Regions from separate parts of the Mus musculus genome. Here all the other regions are linked to region 4. Evidence: chromatin contacts called from public Hi-C, HiCAR-type, HiChIP or PLAC-seq and promoter capture Hi-C data. All regions are on one chromosome and are shown on one strand. Each heading gives the region's core, a stretch centred on a gene start, on an enhancer-like site or on the middle of the called end of the contact. The rest is flanking DNA. Distances are from core to core; before and after follow the strand shown.

Region 1 (2,700 bases), core at 189-2,688, 1.6 Mb before region 4:
CTCCAGGGGAATTATGGGCGGGGCTCCACTCTGACCACACTCCCAGCCCTTAGTGTGGCTACCAGGAATCGAACTGGAAGAGCAGCAGGTTTTATTTAAACCACTGAGCAATATCTTCAATCATTTGTTTTTAAAAAGATTTATTTGGGCTGGTGAGATGGCTCAGTAGGTAAGAGCACCTGACTGCTCTTCCAAAGGTCCGGAGTTCAAATCCCAGCAACCACATGGTGGTTCACAATCATCTGTAACAAGATCTGACACCTATTATTTCACGTTTATGAGCATTTTCCCTGCATGTAAGCCTGTTTGCTTGCCTAATGCTCAAAAGGGTAAAAAGAGGTCTCCTGGGACAGTTACAGATACTTTTTAGCAGACAAATGGGTGCTGGGGATCGAACCCAGGTTCTCTGCAAAAGAAACAGGCACTCCTAACCATAGAACCAACTCTCAGTTTCTCTTTTACTGTGGGATGTTACAGAAGACTGGAGTAAAATCACATTTGGCAACCTAGATGTGTGGTGCTGTCTCTTCCATTTGGATAATGCGGATCAAATTCAAGTTGTTGGGTTTCTCTGTAAACCCCTTGGCTTGCTGAGTCAGTCCGCACTGACCTTCAAAATGATTTTTTTTTTTTTTTAATGAAAATGCTCTTAGCCCAGCTTCTATCTCAGATCTAGGTGTCAGCCTCCCAGCCTGTTACTCCTCCTATGGTTCAATGTACCCCTTGGTCAGAGAGTAAAATCAAGGTTCCACGGGAAGGGAAATCAGTGCCTGGTGGTCATTTCCCCAGTCCTCCGTTTATAAAGCATACGTTCATTTATTGATTTAGGTCTGTGTGTGATGCACATGGCACAGCACACAGTGGAGTTCAGAGGACAACTTGCTGGAAAACCATTCTCACATTCCACTTTGTGGGTTCCGAATGCAAGTCGTCCACTAGGTGGCGAGCACCTTCAAGTGCTGTGCAATCTCACCAGACCCATTTTTTTTCAACGTAGTAAGAAAAACTACACCTGGCCGTACTGCAGGGGCGGGGGGTGCCTCTTTGGAACCTAACTCCTTCCTTAGAAGCCTACTAAAAACGCCTCTTCTGCCGAATATCCCCGGTCCCCATCTCCACACCCTAGCTCACCGGTCAGAATGGGGACTACTGGCCCTTTAAGGAGCTCCGCCCCACAGCACGCCGCCAGTCGCCTCCGATTGGTCCCGAGCGCGCCGGAGCGCAGCCGAACTTGACGCACCCGCCCGCAACCTGCCGACGCACCTCCCACGCGGCTCCGCAGATCTTCAGCCAACCACCGCCCGGCGCGCCGAGACTAATCTGCATGACCCCACCTCTCATGGAGGCCTCAGCCAATTAGAGCGCTATCCTTGGGTTCATTAGCATGAGGGCGGAGCGGGCGCGGGCGCTTGGTTGGACCGTCGCCGCGTCTCAGGTCCCGGGAAAGTTTTTTCAGAGGTGAAAAGAGCCGGGAAGTCCGGGCCTGCGCGGGGCGGGGGCTGCGGGGCGCGGCCTCCGGGACTCGATCTCGCAACAAAGGATCGCGGGGCCTCCTGCCCGAGGACCTCCCCGCCCCGGGATCCGCCTCCCCGGTCCGGGCCCCCCGGGGATCGCCCTGCGGTTCCCATCGAGGTGGCAGGCAGGACCCCCTGACCTTTGCCGGCTTCTGTTCCAGATCCCGCCCGGAGTGGCCATGTCCCACGGTCCCCGGCAGCCAGGCGCAGCCACCGCGTGAGTGCGCCTCCCCCAGCCTGTCCCGACCCTGGATAAGCCCTGTCCCCATCGTCGGGTACCCCTGGAAATGCCTTGTGTCCATCTCGAGTACCAGGGGTCATGCCCTGTCTCCACCCCGGGTACTCCTGGACATGTCCTGTCCTGCATCCTTGGGAACTCTTAAACATTCCCTATATCCACCCTCGGGTACCCCTAAACACACCATGTCCACGCTGGGATCTCTGGACATACCCTGTCTCATCCTCAGGTACCTCTGTGTACCTCTGTTTTGGGAACCCCTGATCCTGTCCTGTCCCTATACCCTACCTACCTTATCCCCACTACAGGAACTTCTGACCATGTCCTGTCACCCTTCGGGGATTTCTGTACTCCCTGTAGAACTGCCAAGACACCCTATGGCCTTCCTCACTATCTCATCTTCCTCCCAGGCCCCAGGACCAACTCACCTCGTCCTCCGTCCCCACCCCGCCAGTGGCCTACTGTGATCCTTGGATCCTCAAACTCTGGGTCCCCACCCCCTTTTTCCAGGCTCATGCGTGCTCCCACATACTTCTGTGATCTCCAATGACAAGAAGGGGATGGGTAGGTATGGGGGAATGATTTTGGCACTGATGGATGACGCTGGTTTCCATTGTCCCCAAGACCTGCGGGAGGCAAGACTCCGGGCCAGCACGGGGCCTTTGTAGTGGCTGTCAAGCAGGAGCGCAGCGAGGGTTCCCGAGCTGGAGAGAAGGGGCCCCAGGAGGAGGAGGTGAGTCCCCATCTGAAAAGCCTGGCCGGCCGCTGGCTCAGCAACACATACCTCACAAATCCAGACTATAAGATCCTCCCACTGCCTAGCAAGAGGCCACACCCCAGCCTAGCCTGTCAGTGGCTTCAGCCCCACCCCTAGGAGGCTGTCTTGGTGCAGGACCCGTAGGTTCTCTAGAGTTCTGACCCTTGATCTGCCGACCTACCACTAGACTA
Region 2 (2,700 bases), core at 147-2,646, 1.3 Mb after region 4:
GGGGTTTCAGTACTCAAGCCTAGCAGGACTTGGCATATACACATATGTATAGGTGGATATATTTACTGTGTGATGTGTAAGTAGAGTCTGACCATTAATATTAGTAGTTTAAGATAGCTTGCCTAGGGCTGGAGAGATGGCTCAGCGGTTAAGAGCACCGATTGGTCTTTCAGAGGTCCTGAGTTCAATTCCCAGCAACCACACAGTGGCTCACAACCATCTGTAATGGGATCTAATGCCCTCTTCTGGTGTGTCCGAAGACAGTAACTGCGTACTCATATAAATAAAACAACAGCAACAAGAGATAGCTTGCCTAAGTCAAAGAAACTGGGTTGACTTTAAAAAGCGTGGCCATAACATTGATGTAGTCTATCAAATTTTTTGTTATTCAGTAAATTCTGATGTTATAGAAAATACAGAATTGTCTATGTTCCTGTAATAGTGCTTAGACATGCCCTCTCCCACCCCAGTTGCTTATTCCTCTTCAGTCAGACTTTCAACAACCATCCCTCCCATTTTTTCCAGCATCTAGCTTTTCAAATACAGCCACCTTCCTTGCCTGACACTTTAATCCTGGGCTTAGCTGGCCTATGGTGTAGCAACGAACTGGCAATGTTATGGTACCACTAAGTCCAAACGTCCACTGGTCTTGGAAATTTCCCCCAGCAAGTCATCAGACTTCTGGTGGTCTTGGGCACACCAATGAAACCTGTAATTGTTTTGTATTCTAATTTGACATTTCAGCTCTTGGGCTATATGGAAAAATTTTCCCAATAGTGTCCCAAACGATTGTCACCACACATTTCATGAACCAGGGCACACTCAAGTTTTGCACACTCACTGTGCTTTCTATAGTGTATTTGCCTGCCTACCTTCATGATAGGTACCTGCACCCTGTCCCATAATCTGGATCCTGACAGCCTTCTTGCTTTTCTCTTTCCAGGAAAGTGGATGCTCTACAAGAGGCTTGGTGGGGTGGATTTCCCTGAGGACTAAGGTGTTAGGGATCAGGTAAAGTGTTTCGGGTAAAGCTCGTAGTTCTCGGCGTTGCAGGGTTCATGCACACACCCAACCTCCCCCCACCCACACCCCACACCCCAACATGGCTCAGGATGCTGAGCCAAGGGCAGCTCCACGCAGTCCTGCTAAGTGTTACAGTTGAGGACAAGCTGGGCCACATCACGATCTTCTTGTAATACAGCCACTCCTGCTGCAGTAAAGAGGAGGGCGAACCCAAGACAATGCTTTAACCTTTTCAAGAATCAGAGATGCCCTAGGCTTACACCAGACCATCCTCCTCCCTGCAGGGTGCAGTTGCGCCTCTCGGCCACTGAGAGGCGGTAGCGTACGCCAGCATCGTCCAGGACGTTTGACGTCTAGCTGGGTTGTGTCGCCTCAGTGTGACGTTCAGTGGTGACGAGCGCGTGTCGTCACTCGAGCGCCCCAGCGGAAGCGTCGAGTGCGTGGTCTCAGGGTTCTCCTCACCATGGTTCCCGGAGTGCCGCTCCCGCCGGAGATCCAGCTGGCGCAGCGCCTGGCGGGCAATGAACAGGTGACGCGGGACCGCGCGTTGCGGAAGCTGCGGAAGTACATCGAGGCCAGGTCGCAGCGGGCGACAGGTACGCGGGCGGGAGGGCAGGCGAGCTCCGCTGCGTGGGCCCCGCAGGATCCGGCCTTCGTCTGCTGTTCTACTGGCTTAGGCTGACCCGATCGGTCTGCCCGCTTTTCTTCCTTCTGTAGCTTGCTGGTGCTCTTCCGCCGGCCTTTACTGGTGTCCCGTGTTCTTAAAGGTGTGTTCTCGACACCCCGTTCCCAGGATGTCCTTTTGCAGAGCGGTTTCTGTGCTTCTGGTCCTCAGTGAGCGACCCCTTTCAGCAGCCTCCGCGTCTCTTGGATATCCCTCCGCAGATGCAAATTATAGATTCCCTGAGCAGTGGTTTGGCCGAGGTCACGGCTGTATGCTTTGGGAAGTGTCTCAAGGCAGTTTTCCACGCTCTAGTCAGAGAACCCCAGCTTGGGGAATGCGCTTCGCCAAATGGTGGCGATGTCCTTTGCTTTTGGATATCCCTCCGCGGATGCAAATTATAGATTCCCTGAGCGGTGGTTTGGCCGAGGTCATGGCTGTATGCTTTGGGAAGTGTCTCAGCGCAGTTTTTCACGCTCTAGTCAGAGCACCCCAACTTGGGGGATGCGCCTCGCTAAATGGTGGTGATGTCCTTTGCTAGCCGGAATGAATAACTTTCACCATTTAATCTCCGAAATGTCATAGTATAGCTACAGTTCCTTGGTCTGACACTGGCTTAATTAATCACTGCATTAACAATGGGCCATCTCCCGGTCCCGAAAGTGTTGGGTTTCTTTAACTCTATGGGACTGATACCTGCTTGCTGGTGCATGGAGTTACTGGAGGGTTGGGGGGAGGGGCTCCTCCAGGCACCGTTATGGCAGTTCTGTTGGAGAATGTTTTGAGGGCGGGGCTGGCTGCCCAATCATATTTTTTTAAGGTTTATTTATTTATTTAATGTATATGAGTACACTGTAGCTAGCTGTACAGATGGTTGTGAGCCTTCATGTGGTTGTTGGGAATTGAATTTAGGACCTCTGCTCGTTCCAGTTGGCCCCACTCACTGAGGTCAGCCCAGCTCGCTCAGTCCCTGTTCCGTCTGGCCCAAAGATTTATTTATTATTATAAATAAGTAC
Region 3 (2,872 bases), core at 160-2,659, 1.6 Mb after region 4:
GAGAACCAAGCCAACACTTTCAGTATTCAGTGTATTTGCTTTTTTTTTTTTTTAAGATTTGTTTATTTATTATATGTAAGTACACTGTCGCTGTCTTCAGACACTCCAGAAGAGGGCATCAGATCCCATTACGGATGGTTGTGAGCCACCATGTGGTTGCTGGGATTTGAACTCAGGACCTTCAGAAGAGTACTCAGTGCTCTTAACTGCTAAGCCATCTCTCCAGCCCCAGGGTATTTGCTTTTAACTCAGCCAGTAAATAAAGGATAGTACGACGCCCACAACACACCACCACCAAGTGGTTTTCATTTGCAGGAATTGGAGGAATGCTTAAAGAAAATAAACACTGGGGCTGGAGAGATGGCTCAGTGGTTAAGAGCATTGGCTGCTCTACCAGAGGTCCTGAGTTCAAATCCCAGCAACCACATGGTGGCTCATAACCATATGTAATGGGATCTGATGCCCTCTTCTAGTGTGTCTGAAGACAGTGGCAGTGTACTCACATAAACCTTAAAAAAAAAAAAAACAAAAAAAAAACAAACATTTATTTAAAACCCTCTGAAAACCTATTTTATGTGCAGTTTAAAACTAATAAACTTGGGGAGCTGGGTATGCAAATTAGAACTTGGTACTTACTGAATGTCTACAGCCCTCTGAACTCTGTTTTCGGTAAACCTTTGACAGTTGGCCTGCAGATGTCAAGTCCATGTGTGGGGAGGTCTTTGAGACTTGATCCTGGCAGAAAAGCTTCCACCCGGCACTGCTAGCCTCCCGCATCCGTGTGTAGTCCTTTAGAGTGGAGTCTGGCTCTTGAGTTCACCGCCCACCCCCTGAGTTTCATATTTCTGAGTTCTCTACGGTTTTCTAATTATATATATTAAGAATAAAACAAAGGGGAGATCTAAAATGTTGGTAGTTCTGTTATTTCTCATGAAGACACCTTTCTCTGTAAGAGAGTTGGCAGCTCTTGTTCTCTGGGATGGGGTCTAGGAAAGGTGACGGCCGCACCTTGACACTGCAGGCGTTGGTTCCATTTTCACAGTGTTCTGTAACATAATGTCAGAGTAAGGCCGCTGTACTAAGATCGTTTAAAGTGTAAGCATTAAAATTCTAAAAATACACGTTTTAAGAAGAAACTCCGTTTGAACTTGGGTTTTTGTTTTTGTTTTGCACGGTTACAGGCGAGTGTGTGACGATTTGCTCGCTTTCTCAGCTCCGGACTGGGCTCTGCATGGAGACCTAGAACTTAGCTCCATTCTCCACCGTCCTAGCGGTCTCAGCTAGTTCACCGCTACGCAGCGCCTGCGTAGAGGCAGGGTGGTGGCGGGAGTGGGGGTGAGGGAGGGACGGGCGGGGCTTCCCAGGACACTAGGGTTGCGGCTCCGCCCCGGAAGTGCGCGTTTTAAGCGCCGGAGATTGTTTGTATTCCGGAAGTGGTTGCAGTACGGTACCCCACGTGTGGTTCCAGGATGAAATTCGCTTACCGGGTGAGCGGCGGGCCGGGCAGGGGCAACGGGAGGGCGATGGAAGGTTCCGAGGACGCGGGAGAGACCGAGGTCGTTGTCATCTCGGCTGCCTGTGGGAAGCACTAGTGGGTCGACCCATCGCAATCTATTGCTCCTGGTTTATACCAGGAGCTCCGGGCTCCTACCCAACAGGTCTCGGGCTGTACCCAGCCCTGTCCAAACTCCTCTTGCCAGACAACACAGCAATAGCTGCTGAAAGGCTCTTAACAACAAACTTCAAGCAACACCCAGCTCTCTACAGGGCCGCCAGTTCTTGGAGCAGTCTCGACAGCGCTCCTCTGCTGATCATACCTCTTAGGAGCCTAGCTCTGCCTGGTGTTATCTCGTTGCATAGCTGCCCACCTACACCCCAGATCGACTCCTGCCTTAGTTAGCCCAGGCAATCCCAGTAAGCAACTACCCTACTGCTCTGCTGGGCTTTGCAGTGTTTGGACATCTGTCCAATTGCCTATGTGCCGTTTCTATGTGGACATAGAACACAAGGCTCGGGTCTCTACACCCAGCTGTGTCTGCTGGATGGAGATGCTTGCCTTTGATAACTGAATGGATACACCGGGGCACTGATACTTAGCACGGTGGGCGTGGTGAGCATCTCCTGCAGCCCTGTTCACTGAAGCAGCTTCTCTTAGAATGGAGATCCTGTGCCCTTCTGTGCCTGGCAAATGCTTCCTGTCTTGGGAGTATAGTACCATTCAAGGGAACCCTGGGCTCCTGAGAATTAAGTTGGGTTCCTCCTCTGCCCAGGGGCAGGACACACCTATGGTCAGGTACTTTACTACCTATGCCCAGATGCCTCTCATCACCATTTCAGAGAGCTGACGCTGTGTTCTCTGTGTTAAAACTGATTCATTTCCTTTGCAGTTCTCGAATTTGTTGGGTACGGTTTATCGGTGTGGAAACTTAAATTTCACACATGATGGAAATTCTGTTATCAGCCCCGTGGGAAATAGAGTCACTGTGTTTGACCTTAAGAAGTAAGTATGGGGAGACAATGTTAGCAGGGACGTTATCCTCCGTGTGAAGGCTAGCCATCCTCTTTGTGGCTTGCAGGACTACTGGATTTAGGAGGACACAGGTCATGGTAGAGTTGCCTGCTGAGGTCCTCGTTTTTCATTCTAGTATCTAGAACACCAGCATTACTCTTAAAGGGAAAGGAAAAGTCATGTGCCTTTTGGCTGTTGGCTAGCAAGTAGGGGTGGTGGCAGATAGGAAGGTTATCTCAAAAGGTGAGCACTTACTGTGGGGGGAGGGGCGGCTCTAAGGGCCCCAGGACAGGTGGTTTGGAGAGTTCAGGCTGTCTTGGGTCCTTGCTCAACAGCCCTGATGGTTCCCACCTTCCCTGCTGA
Region 4 (2,766 bases), core at 227-2,726:
TTTGTTTGTTTGTTTGTTTTCGAGACAGGGTTTCTCTGCGTAGCCCCTGGCTGTCCTGGAACTCACTCTGTAGACCAGGCCGGCCTAGAACTCAGAAATCTGCCTGCCTCTGCCTCCCAAGTGCTGGGATTAAAGGTGTGTGCCACCTGGGGTTAAGAGCACTGACTGACCTTCCAGTGGTCCTGAGTTCATTTCCCAGCAACCACATGGTGGCTCACAACCATCTGTAATGGAATTCAATGCCCTCTTCTGGTAGACAGAGATAGTGTACTCAGATACATAAAATAAATAAATCTTTAAAAAAACAAAAACAAAAGCAAAAACGGTGTGTGCCACCACACCCAGCTCTGAGTTTGTGTGTGTGTCTGTTTATCTGTCCGTTTGCTTGCCCGACTGCCTGATTGAGACAAGGTTTTATGTGCATTTTATGTGCTTAAATTTGAATCCGCCTGCCTTTACCTCCAGAGGGCTGGGATTATAAACCCAAAGCTCTCACTGATGCGCTCCAGACAGTAGAAGCCCTAGTACTGAGAAAATGAGCCCAGGTCCTGTCTTCTCAGGAGGGTACTGTCTGAGCTACAGAATTAGCCTGGAAAATTTAGTGAGATTCTGTCTCAAATATAAAATGCTGGTGCGTGATAGCACATATCTGTCATCCGGCACTTCCTGAGCTAGGAGGCAGGAGGATCAGGAATTCACTGTCATCTTTGGCCACATTAGAAGTTTGAAACCAACCTGGGCTACGTGTAGATAGATCCCTTAGTCCAACACTGGGAAGGAGAAGACAGCAAGGTCAGGCTTTCCAGATTAGTTCTCATACATGTAAATTGGAAGCTAACATGAGCTACATGGGACTCTGTGAATGTGAATGAATGAATGGATGGATGGATGAATGAAATCGCGATGTGGTACTATTTACACGTCTTTTCCATCTTTCTACGGCCCTGATTCCATTTGCACAAACACATATACATACAGAGAGACAGAGACAGAGAGAGGCAGAGAGGAGGAGGAGGAAGAGGAGGAGAAACAAATAGGGTAGGGACTGGGCGTGGTGGCGCACGACTATAGTCCCAGTACTGGGTGGCAGAGCAGGAGTATAAGGAGGATATCTGTTGAGTTCAAGGGAATCCTGTTAAATTCCAGGACATTCATGGTTAAATAGTGAGACTTTGTGCCAAAAATGTGCATATAGTACATAATATATACACATATGTAAATGTTACGCACATATATATGAACAAATAAAATAAAGCAGAAACCAGTCAATCAAAGAACAAAAAAATATAAAAACTAAAGAGGGAACTTGGATATGAAAAGAACGAATCAGAAGAGTATTTCTGCGCATGCTCTCTTGCCGCCACGCTGCCCGCTGCCTCTTGGGAGTTGTAGTTCTCCTTCGACTCCTCTCACAGGACAGACCCTAAGAGCGCTTCCGGCAGTCGCAGAACTACAGCTCCCTGCAGGCGGCGCGTGCGCGTGCGCACTGCGGGCAGCAGGCGGCATGTCGGCGCTCCGGTGGACCCGAAGCGCAGCCGGGCTTGGCCGGGTTCTGCGCTCCCCTGGGCCCCACCGCCCGCCTTCGGAGGAAGGTAAAGGAGTGTCGGATCCAGGACTATAATCTTCCCTTCCTTAGGATCCCGGTCACCTTCAACCTTTGTTCTTTGACCTATGGAGGAGTTTCTGGGGACCCATTTAGCTGGGCACTAGTTGGCAACGTCTCTCTAGGTCCGCAGGGCACTTTGACTTTTGATTGTTGCTCGCTTTTCCATGTCTCTGACCCACTGTTGGGGACTTACGGATATTGGCATTGACCTTTGGCTACTTTTAGTTAGGAGTACTTCTTGCTGGATCCTGCACCCCGATCCTTATAGCTTTGGCCTGTTCTGCCCTTGAAGTTGGTCTTTTTCTGGGTCTGGATTTATTTGTGGGCGGGGCGTGTTTTTTTTTTTTTTTTTTTTTTTTTTTTGAGCCATGGTGTTTCCATGTGGTTCATGCTGGATGCTTTATTTGAACTCAGGTCCTACTGCTTCAACCTCCTGAGTTCTGAGATCCCATGCCTGGCAGTCCTTGTCTTTTGATCCATTTCTTTCTGGGCATGACGTAAGTTTGAGGCAGGAACTCACACTAGCTTAACCTAGAACTTCCTTTGTAGCCCAGGCTGGAATCCAATTGGAGACCCTCCCACCTCAGCCTCCAGAGACCTGGGGTAATAAGTGTGCATGCCACGGTGTCCACTTGATAGGATGGTTTCTGTGTTCTTATTCTTCATGTCTCTTTCTAGGGACTTTTGGTGGCTTCTGCAGCTCAAGAAGGAGCTCCGCTGCCAGTCCCCGTGAGCAACATGTCCTGAGGGAGTGGGGCCATGCTGAACTGCTGGAAGGTAAGTTGGTGTCCTAAGTCCTTCTCCACAGTGAAGCCTTGAGGGAGTGTGCTCTGCGTTGTACCTGACCACTCCAAGGGAGTATGTAAAATGGGGTCCAGAGTCCACTGAGCAGTGTTGTCTGGCTGGCCTGTCTGTGGTCCTGTGGGTCCTCTTGTGCTGGTTCTGGGAGCTGCTGTAATTCCATTCCCTGAGTTCCAGATTCCCACCTGGGGCTCTCACTTCTAGGAAGACAGTGGAGGCCCCAAATACACCTGAACAATACCGGATTTGCATTGTTGGAATGCTGACATAGAAGTCTCCAGTTTTAGTCCTGCAGAGTCGAGGTGCAGCTGGAATCCAGCCTGTCTGCCAGGCCTGCCTGTCTGTCTTCCTTCCTTCCT
Region 5 (2,700 bases), core at 125-2,624, 1.7 Mb after region 4:
TACAGATGATTGTGAGCTACCATGTGGTTGTCAGGACTAGAACTCAGGACTTCTGGAAAAGCAGCCAGTGCTCTTAACCTCTGAGCCATATCTCCAGCCAAAACACCTCCCCACTCCCCACCAACAAAAGCCCTGTTATGTTCTTAGAATTTGAGTTAAACGGACCGCCCCTTCCTTCTTTCCTTTATTCCTTTTATCCCTGTTCTTGGTTTCTTTGTATAGCCTTGGCTGTCCTGAAATTTGCTCTATCGACCAAACTGACCTTCAAAGATCTGCCTGTCTCTGCTTCCTGAATGCTGGGATTAAAAGCGTGTGTCACCACTGCCAGACAATAAAAATAGCTCTTAAAGAATTTAGCAAAACCAGGCAAAAATCAACAAACTGTCAGGGTCAGATGGGGTACCCTCATCTCTGCAGGACAGCCCTACCATGGCAGCCCAGATCCAGCGCTCTGGACTGTGGGTAGCTTTCCTTGAGAGTCCTGGATCTGACCATTGCTCCACCAGCTTCGAATCCCTCTAACCAATCCTGAGGGGCTGGTTCCCCACTTTGTGCTCAGGCAAAGGCCACTCGCCTGAACCAGGAGCTGTGAGAGTTGAGAGAAGCGGCAGGTTTAGCAAATCACCCTGAAGTAAAAATGCTACGCTAAGTGTTTCTCTTTCCAAATCCCCAACTACATTCAGCAGTCGCGATGGGACGAATCGTGGCTATCGTCTCAGATACAACTGCAGCTTTCCTATGTTTTCTTTTGCTCTCTTTCTCCCTTTCTCCCTTTCTTTCTTTCTCTTTTTCTTTCTCTCTTTCTTTCTTTCTTTCTTTCTTTCTCTCTCTCTTTCCTTCTTTCTTTCTTTCTTTCTTTCTTTCTTTCTTTCTTTCTTTCTTTCTTTCTTTCTCCTTTTTTTGTTTGTTTGGCTTTTTTCCTTTTCCTTTTTTTTTTTAACTTCGGCTCGAAGGAGACTGTTGCAAGCCTAAATCAACTCAAGGAGCGGCTTAGGAATTCTCACCCAAGCCACACCTGCATCCCCGGATGCTGGCCAAGTGGGATTTAAAATGCCCGTGAGACTTGGCTACAGGTTTCCTTTAACAGCGCCTGGACAGATGTAAAATCAGCTTGCTGTAGCATGAACTCCACTTGCCCAGAAACTTCAGTCAGGCTCAGGTTGTGAACTTCATTTGGTGAGGACGTTGATCCTAGCTGCTGGGTACCTGGGGAGTTCGGTGGCGGGCCTGGGGAACCAGGGTTCCGGAACCGCTGCGCAGACATTTGTAGACTGGCGTGCGCTCCGCCTTTCTTAGCGCAGCTACCTTCTCCAGCAGCCACTAGAGGGGCGACCAGGTCCCCGAGCCTGTCAGTCAAACGTTATACTGGGGGCGGAGCCGGGGCGGGGCGGGACAAACCGGGTACACAGGCAGGCGCACGGGGCGGGGACAGGCGACAGCGGCGCGGAACGCAGAGCGGCGGGAGAGGAGCTTGGGCTCCTGGTCTCCGCTGCCGCCATGGCTACCGTGGACCTGGAGAAACTGCGGATGTCGGGGGCTGGCAAGGCCATTGGAGTGCTGACCAGCGGCGGTGATGCGCAAGGTGATGGGACGCGGGGGCGTGTTTAGGGATGGATCTGGGGTTTCTGCCTGTCCTCGGAACCCTTCGGGCTTGTCCACTGCCCCTCGCCTAGGGATCTGGGGTGTACTTGGCCAGCCAATCTCCTGTGGAGCACCGTGGCTTCAGGTCCCTGTCCCCAAGCTCCGCCCCGGGTAGCTGGCGTACGTGCTGCAGGCCACGGGCCTTGGCACGCCCCGCCCTCGCGCTGCCTAGGTCCGCCCGGTTTGGGGGTGTGTCCGCGCAGCACGCAGACTTAGGGCACCGGGCTATTCCTTTCTAGGCCACACGTGTCAGGACCTCTAAGAGAAGCACAGCCGGCCAAGTTTCACAGGCCGGAATTTGAAAGGATCAGGGACCCTGTACCCTCCCCCGTGCAGCCTGTGATTCCTACCTTCTCTGTACTGGGATGGGGTGAGACTGAGGCAGGCTTGCCCACACGCCTTTGCCTGGGCTGCTTCCTGTCCCTTGGATGGAGACTTAAGTGGAGAACAGAGGGCGTGGAGCGGGGGTATTTTTTTACCGGTGTAACAGGGCAAGCACCACAGGGCTAATAGTTGAGGGTGCACAGCCTCTTCTCGGCCTGGTAAGGCTAGGGAAAAGTCTGGGCTTGGGAGGATCTGCCCTCTTCTCAGCCCCTCTCTTGGTGGCCTGGTTCCAGGCTGACTGCTGATGTGCGAAGTCTGTGGCTCTAGTTGGGTCCGGCTGAAAAGAAATACTACCCAGTTGGGGGCTGAGGAAGACACGTGGAGCTTCAAGGGGCTTGGCTTCCCTGAGCACTGCAGTTGAGCTTCGCCATTTCCTTCCAAACATTTCAGGAAATACAGACACACATGCTCCTAAGCGGGGTTCCTGACTGCCCAGCCCTTACCTAAGAGATCGGTAGGAACAACACAGGATAGATACATCTTACAAGCATGATTGCAAGTCCAGGAAGGCAGGAAAAAATGTCACTCTGACTCCCATAATGCTGGAAATCTCAAATCTCTGTTGGGTCCCCTGGGCCTGGTCTAGGCTGGCAGTCAGCATACCCTTTTTCAGGGCTGTTTCAGCTTGTACATCCCAGTGCTGTCACTGAGACTGGGCCGGGGACCTGTGGAAGA
Region 6 (2,770 bases), core at 243-2,742, 1.4 Mb before region 4:
AAGGCCAATCTGGGGGACATGAGAGCCTGCCTTTAAAAAACCAAAATCAAAATCAGCCAAGGCCAGGGTGGTGGTGCAATCCTTTAGCTCCAGCACTTGGGAAGCAGAGGCAGGAGGATCTCTGTGATGAGCAAGTTCCAGACCAGCCAGGAGTACATAGTAAGACTCTGTCTCATGGGGGAAAAGAAGAAACCGAGCTGAGAACAATCCCATAGCAGACAATGCTCCGAGGCACTGTCCCCGGCTCAGGGGCAGCAGCTACAGGTCTCTGTGTCTCTCTCCACAGAGGACACGAGAGAAAAGGAACTCAGGTTCCCTGTCATCTGGGAACCTGAAGTCTGGCGTGGTACCACCAGAAAACTCTGTGGCCACTGCTTCAAGACACTGAGGAGAGGAAGGGCACCCACCTCCCACGCCACTCACCTGCCAAGCTCCTCTCCCATCTCATAATGGTCCTCAACATCCTCTTGCCTGAATGTGGACATGGCGGCTGGCCTTCTGAAGGATTCTGGGGACACAGGAGCTGGAGGGACAGAGGAAACAGGAAATGTTTATCACGGATCCGACTTCTCCCAAGAGGCTTCCCCAGCATATGTGACACACAATGCCCCTGCCCCAGATTTTCTTTGGTCATCTACAGCCTCTACCCACAATTTGGTCATGGTAGAGCAAACCTGACACCCCACACTGGGGAGCGGAGGGCTGCACGGCTACGAGTTCAAGAGCATACTCAAATACTTGGTGAGTTACAAGCCAGCCTGAGTTCCATGAGACCAGCTCAAGTGACTGGAGAGATGGCTGAGACGGTAAGAGTGGGTGCTGTACTTGCACAGTCTCCAAGTTCAGTTTCCAGTGCTCACTAGTATCTCTAACTCCCAGGCCTGATGACCTCTAACGCTCTCTTCAGGAACCTCAGGTACCTGCGGGCACTGTGACACCCCTCTCAGAAACAAGCATAGATATAACTAAAAGAAGCGGAACAACATCTCTCAAGCAGTATATATATATATATATATATATATATATATATATATATGTACAAAACTATAAAACACAATACAGTGTCAGGTGCCCTTTACCCTAGCACTCAAGAGGCTGAGGCTGGAGGATTAAACAGAGTTCCAAGTCAGCGTGGGGTTCTCTACTCGAAACACTTCCATAGCGTCCGGCTCTTGAAATTCCTACCTAGCTTCCTCACCTGTCAATCATGCCCACCAGCACCCCGGAACTCAGGGGTGTCGCCGGAAACCTGACACATGCGCAGCAGTGTTGCTATTCCTAGAGGTCCACCCCTCGAGATTGGAGAAAGCCATGCCCCTCGCGGGTTCCCTCCCCTCGCTCCCGCCCTCGTCGCGTGTCCCTTGGGTCCCAACACAACGTCCCGGACCCGGCCCATTCGTACCGTCCTCAGCCATCGAGTCCCCGCCCGGTGCCAGCGAGGCCCCCGCGAGAACCTCCGGTACAAATCCTGAGACGGCATCTACGCATGCGCTGACAGCGCAGGGGCACACCTCCGCAAAACCCGAAAACCAGCGCTCATTGGACTACGACTTTAACCGGAAATTGAATGCACACGCTCATTGGTTAGCATCTGACCTCTCAGCGGAAGCGGACGTTGACTAGTGACGTCATCACCCAAGGCTAGGCGAGAGTCCAGTGCTCATTGGCCAGCCTGACAGATTCACAGGAAGGCTCGACACCGCCCTTGTGGAGCACATCATTATTGGGCTCCTGGCTGATGATTGGCTAACGCGAGAGGCTGAAAGCCAATAACCTGGAGCCGGGTATGCGCAGACCAAACCCCTGATGTGCAGGTCTATGGAGTGATTCAAGTTTGTGGAATGGACTGAGGCAGTACTGTGAACTCACAATAAAACCCATTCTGTCGCACGGGGTGCAGTGTGTGTGTTATGTGTGAATCACCGCAGGCCACCTAAGGGTAGCCAGATACCCTGAAAACCAGGAAAGCGTGCGCTGTACAAAACAGAGTTGCGAGCACATGTGGATCAACCACTGTAGTTTATTACTCCAATGATTCATTCCCACAGCCGGGCTGCAAGTCTAAGGCAGGCTGCCTGCCTTCCTGGAGGCACTTACCCCACCTCCCCCTCTGGGGGAACTCCACTTGGCCATGGACCCCAAAAACCTCTGAATGCATTTATTTAGACTTTTGGACATCTGCGCGTTTCCCTCTGAAAATGTTAAGAGCCGTGTCCCGCCCACCCCACAGCCTGCCAGTCCAGCCTGCAGAGAGATTCCCGCTATCTTGTAATTCCGAAATAAATAGAATTGGTAGCAAGTGAGTGCTGAGTGATGTCAGGGTGGCCCCAGCAGCCTCTAGAGGAGCACTGTGGGACAGTCTCAAGGTGTCTTCTGATGGGTGGGCACTGTGCAGCATGTGGCAGTATCAGGCTGCCTACAGTTTGTCCAGGAAGTTGTCCAGCGCTGGGATGCCCTCTTTCAGGCCCTTGCGCTTGCGCGTCTCAGCTACCACTTGGCTGGGGCGGCTGCTGTTGTCAAAAGGATCCCCAGGCAGGATCTGCCAGTGGTCAAACACGCACTGGGGGAAGGCCTGGCCGCCGGTGTTGGATCGCAGATCAGCGGTGAAGCCTAGACAGAAGACAGGAGACTCAGGTGACTTCCCTGGGGGGGTGGGGTGGGGGGGGGACATGCTTAGCTGTCTTGCCACCCCTCCCAGGAGGGATTCCTGGGTCCTTTGTTTTGGTTTCTCTGTGTAGTTTGTAGCTCTGTCTTTCCTGGCACCCTTAAG
Region 7 (2,717 bases), core at 1-2,500, 1.6 Mb before region 4:
TTAAGATTTATTTACGTGTTTTATGTAAGTACACTGTCGCTATCTTCAGACACACCAGAAGAGGACATCGGATCCCATTACAGATGGTTGTGAGCCACCATGTGGGAATTGAACTCAGGACCTCTTGGAAGAACAGTCTGTGTTCTTAATTTGTTTAGTGTCATTTACCCAGGGGCTGGCACAGGTGTGCCCATGGGATGGTCAGAGTTACACCTTGCAGGAGTTGGTTCTCGCCCTCTACCAAGTGATCCTGGGTATAAGGTGGGCTCCAGCTGGCTTAGCTGCAATCACCCTACCTTTTGAGCCATTGTGATGGGCCCAACATGTATGGTTTTGAACCTGGACCCTCTTGAGGTTTATTTCCAGCTGTCATCACTTGGGGCTTCTGGGAGTGAGTACTCAGGGACACGATAAATATTTTGGGGGGGCAGGTGTCTAACAGTCGTTCTAACAATGCAGAAGTTGAGGCTGGAGAATTGCTTCCAGCTCGAGGCTAGCCTGGCTAGAGAGAAAAAGGTAGCTCGAAAATTGAAAACAATAAACGCACAGTGAGTAACCAGCAGCGTCCGCGCGCCGAGCGCCATCCGTGGGGTAGTCACTTAACTGTTGAGTGAATCATAGCTTCAGGGGGAAGCGCCCCACTTCTTCCACAAACAGGAGCCACGCCTTCCTCCGCGCCTAGTTACTCCTGTTCTAGTCGTCCCCCCCCCCCATTCAGCCGTGGTCTTCCCCGACTGCTCATCCCAACACGGTTGCCCCGGGCAACAAGTGCCGTCTCGCTTCCTGTATTGATTTAAATCCTGAAGGACGTCCCATACTCCCGAGCTGCTCCGCGCTGGGGCGCGCAGGCGCAGCTGTTTGGGGTGGACGCGAGCACGGCACAGAGTGGGAGTGTCTAGGGGGCGTGCCCGCAAGGGACAGGGAAAGAGGCGGTGTGGGGGCGTGGCCTAGGAGAGGCGTTGGTAACTCGAGGGGCGTGGCTTCAGCACAGGCCACAGGGGGTTGGCGGAGAGATCCGTGCGTGTGGGCCGTGAGCGTGGCTGAGGGCGTGGCTTGCCCACGGAAAACCTTGGCGGCGTTGGGGGGGAGGACCTAGGGGGCGTGGCCTAGGCGCGGTGATGCGCTGGGCGGCGGGGCCGGTCGCGGGCGCGCGCGCGGCCTGCGGGACAGATTGGGGGAGGGAGTCGGGTTGCCACTGAGTTCCGCCATATTAGCTACCGCGGAGGCCGGGGGATTCCCGTGAGCAGCGGCGGCGGGGCCTGTCGCAACGGCGGGGCCTCGAACAGGCGCGGCGTGTTCCTGGGACCGGCGGGAACCGGCGGGTGCCGGCTGGCGACCGGAGCGAGGCAGGTGAGGACACGGGTGACTCGGGGACCCGCCCCCCCAGCCGACCCCTTCCTTCTCTGGGGCTCCAGTGCGGCCTGATCCTGAACCCCACATCCCAGCGACCTCCAGTACCGGCCCCGACCCCGCCAGCTCTCTGAGTCTGTCAGAGTCCTCCATCCCCAGAGCTCTGCTCTGATAGTTGCTCCCCTCGAATCCAGGGCACCACCCGTCTTGTTCCCCCGAACCCCAGAATGCAAACCAGCTTCCCAGATGAGGCCCTGAGTCACCCCAACCCTGAGTCCCCTCACCCGGCAACCTCGCCTTGACCTCGCTCTGTCCATCACAGCAATCATCGCCCAGAGCCTTGTTCAGAGCACGGCTAATGTCCAAATCCAGGCATTCCACATGTTGCAGCTCAGAACCCTAGGTCAGGCTCCTTGCGCCCCCAAATTCAGGTCACCCTTTACTACTTCCACCAAAACCACCCAATTCAGGTGAGGTCCTGAGTCAGATCTCAGACGGTCTGTCCCCAATGACCTCGCCCTGTCACCAACACTCTGTATTCTTTTGAGCTATGTTCCCTTAAATTTAGAGCATTCTGTCTCATGCTGATCACTCAAGACTCAACTGCAAACCATTCATCTGCACCCTGTTGACTTCCAAATGTAAATCCCCCTGCCTCAGATGCTCCCTACATCCAAACTGGGATCTGAGTCAACCTCCAGAGTCCAGGAGTCTCAAATCTGGCATTCCCCAGGTGGGAAGGATTGTGAACTAAATTTGCCGTAAACACCCAGTGGTTCAGCCAACAACCAGGTGTCTCATCTCAGGGGAGACATGGCCAGAAACCACAGACATTCTGTGTCCCCAAATCCACCACGTACCCTCTCAGATCTGAACCTCCACTCTGTGTCTTCAAATGCAAGTCCAGGTCCTTCCATCCTCTATCCCTGATCCAAAGCCATTGTCCCCTACAAAGCCCTTAAATCACCCCACCAACTTCACTTGTCTCCAGCTGTAAGCCTGACACCAACCTCTGTATAGGCATTACCTTCCTACCCCGCTCCCCTAAATTCTCTGCTAATTGAGAGCACCTGGTGGGATGCACTCCTTGTTGAGAACACCTGGTGGGAAGCACGCCCCCTACCCGTCCTGTCTGAGAGATGACCTCATTCCTCTGGCTGCTGAGTCCCAGTCCTAGCTCCTTCCTGCTGTTTGAATGAGGGTGATTCCCCAGTGAAGATTCACCCAGAACAGACACCACCTCTGGCTCTCGGGATCAGGGCTTAGAAAGAAAGGGAGTTGGTGGCTCTAGCTCTCATGGGGCTGGGATGGCATGTGTTGTAAAGATTAATGGAGTTCTCAAGTGTGGATTTGGTACTTGAGGAGTT

Evidence for each region. A called contact is a pair of places that touch in the nucleus more often than the background predicts. HiCAR-type assays count read pairs that join an accessible place to other places. HiChIP or PLAC-seq counts read pairs in DNA pulled down with a chosen protein or histone mark. Capture Hi-C pulls out chosen DNA fragments and counts their contacts.
Region 1: a promoter capture Hi-C map of adipose tissue shows a contact between it and region 4, with 6 times the contacts expected there. The contact joins the promoter of Hmg20b here to the promoter of Polrmt in region 4. A contact is called at or near these places in 2 of 39 promoter capture datasets (liver and pre-B cells), 1 of 484 Hi-C or Micro-C datasets (B cells), 4 of 115 datasets of contacts at active chromatin or transcription factors (bone marrow-derived dendritic cells, embryonic stem cells, fetal liver and 1 more) and 2 of 9 other capture datasets (adipose tissue and liver).
Region 2: an H3K4me3 HiChIP or PLAC-seq map of stem cell-derived neural progenitor cells shows a contact between it and region 4, with 3 times the contacts expected there. The contact joins the promoter of Rrp1 here to the promoter of Polrmt in region 4. A contact is called at or near these places in 1 of 39 promoter capture datasets (hippocampal neurons) and 3 of 115 datasets of contacts at active chromatin or transcription factors (embryonic stem cells, large pre-B cells and stem cell-derived neural progenitor cells).
Region 3: a contact with region 4 is called in a Hi-C map of B cells, with 5 read pairs. The contact joins the promoter of Pwp2 here to the promoter of Polrmt in region 4. A contact is called at or near these places in 2 of 39 promoter capture datasets (hippocampal neurons and liver) and 1 of 484 Hi-C or Micro-C datasets (B cells).
Region 5: an H3K27ac HiChIP or PLAC-seq map of embryonic stem cells shows a contact between it and region 4, with 5 read pairs. The contact joins the promoter of Pfkl here to the promoter of Polrmt in region 4. A contact is called at or near these places in 1 of 39 promoter capture datasets (liver) and 1 of 115 datasets of contacts at active chromatin or transcription factors (embryonic stem cells).
Region 6: a Hi-C map of B cells shows a contact between it and region 4, with 6 read pairs. The contact joins the promoter of Dapk3 here to the promoter of Polrmt in region 4. A contact is called at or near these places in 1 of 39 promoter capture datasets (embryonic stem cells), 1 of 484 Hi-C or Micro-C datasets (B cells) and 1 of 115 datasets of contacts at active chromatin or transcription factors (pancreatic cancer cells).
Region 7: a contact with region 4 is called in a HiCAR-type map of astrocytes, with 6 times the contacts expected there. The contact joins the promoter of Fzr1 here to the promoter of Polrmt in region 4. A contact is called at or near these places in 4 of 39 promoter capture datasets (hippocampal neurons, liver and pre-B cells), 2 of 115 datasets of contacts at active chromatin or transcription factors (astrocytes and embryonic stem cells) and 3 of 9 other capture datasets (liver, macrophages and pancreatic islet).

What each region holds. Positions count from the first base shown.
Region 1 is chr10:81,349,165-81,351,864 of GRCm38.p6, reverse strand. It overlaps Hmg20b (high mobility group 20B), which reads left to right and starts at 1,438. Exons shown (of 9, transcript NM_010440.3): 1 at 1,438-1,731; 2 at 2,377-2,485. The coding sequence starts at 1,694.
Region 2 is chr10:78,411,739-78,414,438 of GRCm38.p6, reverse strand. It overlaps Rrp1 (ribosomal RNA processing 1 homolog (S. cerevisiae)), which reads left to right and starts at 1,396. Exons shown (of 13, transcript NM_010925.2): 1 at 1,396-1,619. The coding sequence starts at 1,487.
Region 3 is chr10:78,183,686-78,186,557 of GRCm38.p6, reverse strand. It overlaps Pwp2 (PWP2 periodic tryptophan protein homolog (yeast)), which reads left to right and starts at 1,409. Exons shown (of 21, transcript NM_029546.2): 1 at 1,409-1,487; 2 at 2,388-2,500. The coding sequence starts at 1,470. It overlaps Trappc10 (trafficking protein particle complex 10), which reads left to right. Exons shown (of 23, transcript NM_001081055.2): 23 at 1-1,136.
Region 4 is chr10:79,745,291-79,748,056 of GRCm38.p6, reverse strand. Polrmt (polymerase (RNA) mitochondrial (DNA directed)) reads left to right here and starts at 1,476. Exons shown (of 21, transcript NM_172551.3): 1 at 1,476-1,592; 2 at 2,285-2,383. The coding sequence starts at 1,505.
Region 5 is chr10:78,008,481-78,011,180 of GRCm38.p6, reverse strand. It overlaps Pfkl (phosphofructokinase, liver, B-type), which reads left to right and starts at 1,374. Exons shown (of 22, transcript NM_008826.5): 1 at 1,374-1,582. The coding sequence starts at 1,498.
Region 6 is chr10:81,181,729-81,184,498 of GRCm38.p6, reverse strand. It overlaps Dapk3 (death-associated protein kinase 3), which reads right to left and starts at 1,492. Exons shown (of 9, transcript NM_001190474.1): 1 at 1,403-1,492; 2 at 424-523. The coding sequence starts at 1,415. It overlaps Eef2 (eukaryotic translation elongation factor 2), which reads right to left. Exons shown (of 14, transcript NM_007907.2): 14 at 1,990-2,610. The coding sequence ends at 2,417.
Region 7 is chr10:81,376,903-81,379,619 of GRCm38.p6, reverse strand. Fzr1 (fizzy and cell division cycle 20 related 1) reads left to right here and starts at 1,250. Exons shown (of 14, transcript NM_019757.1): 1 at 1,250-1,350.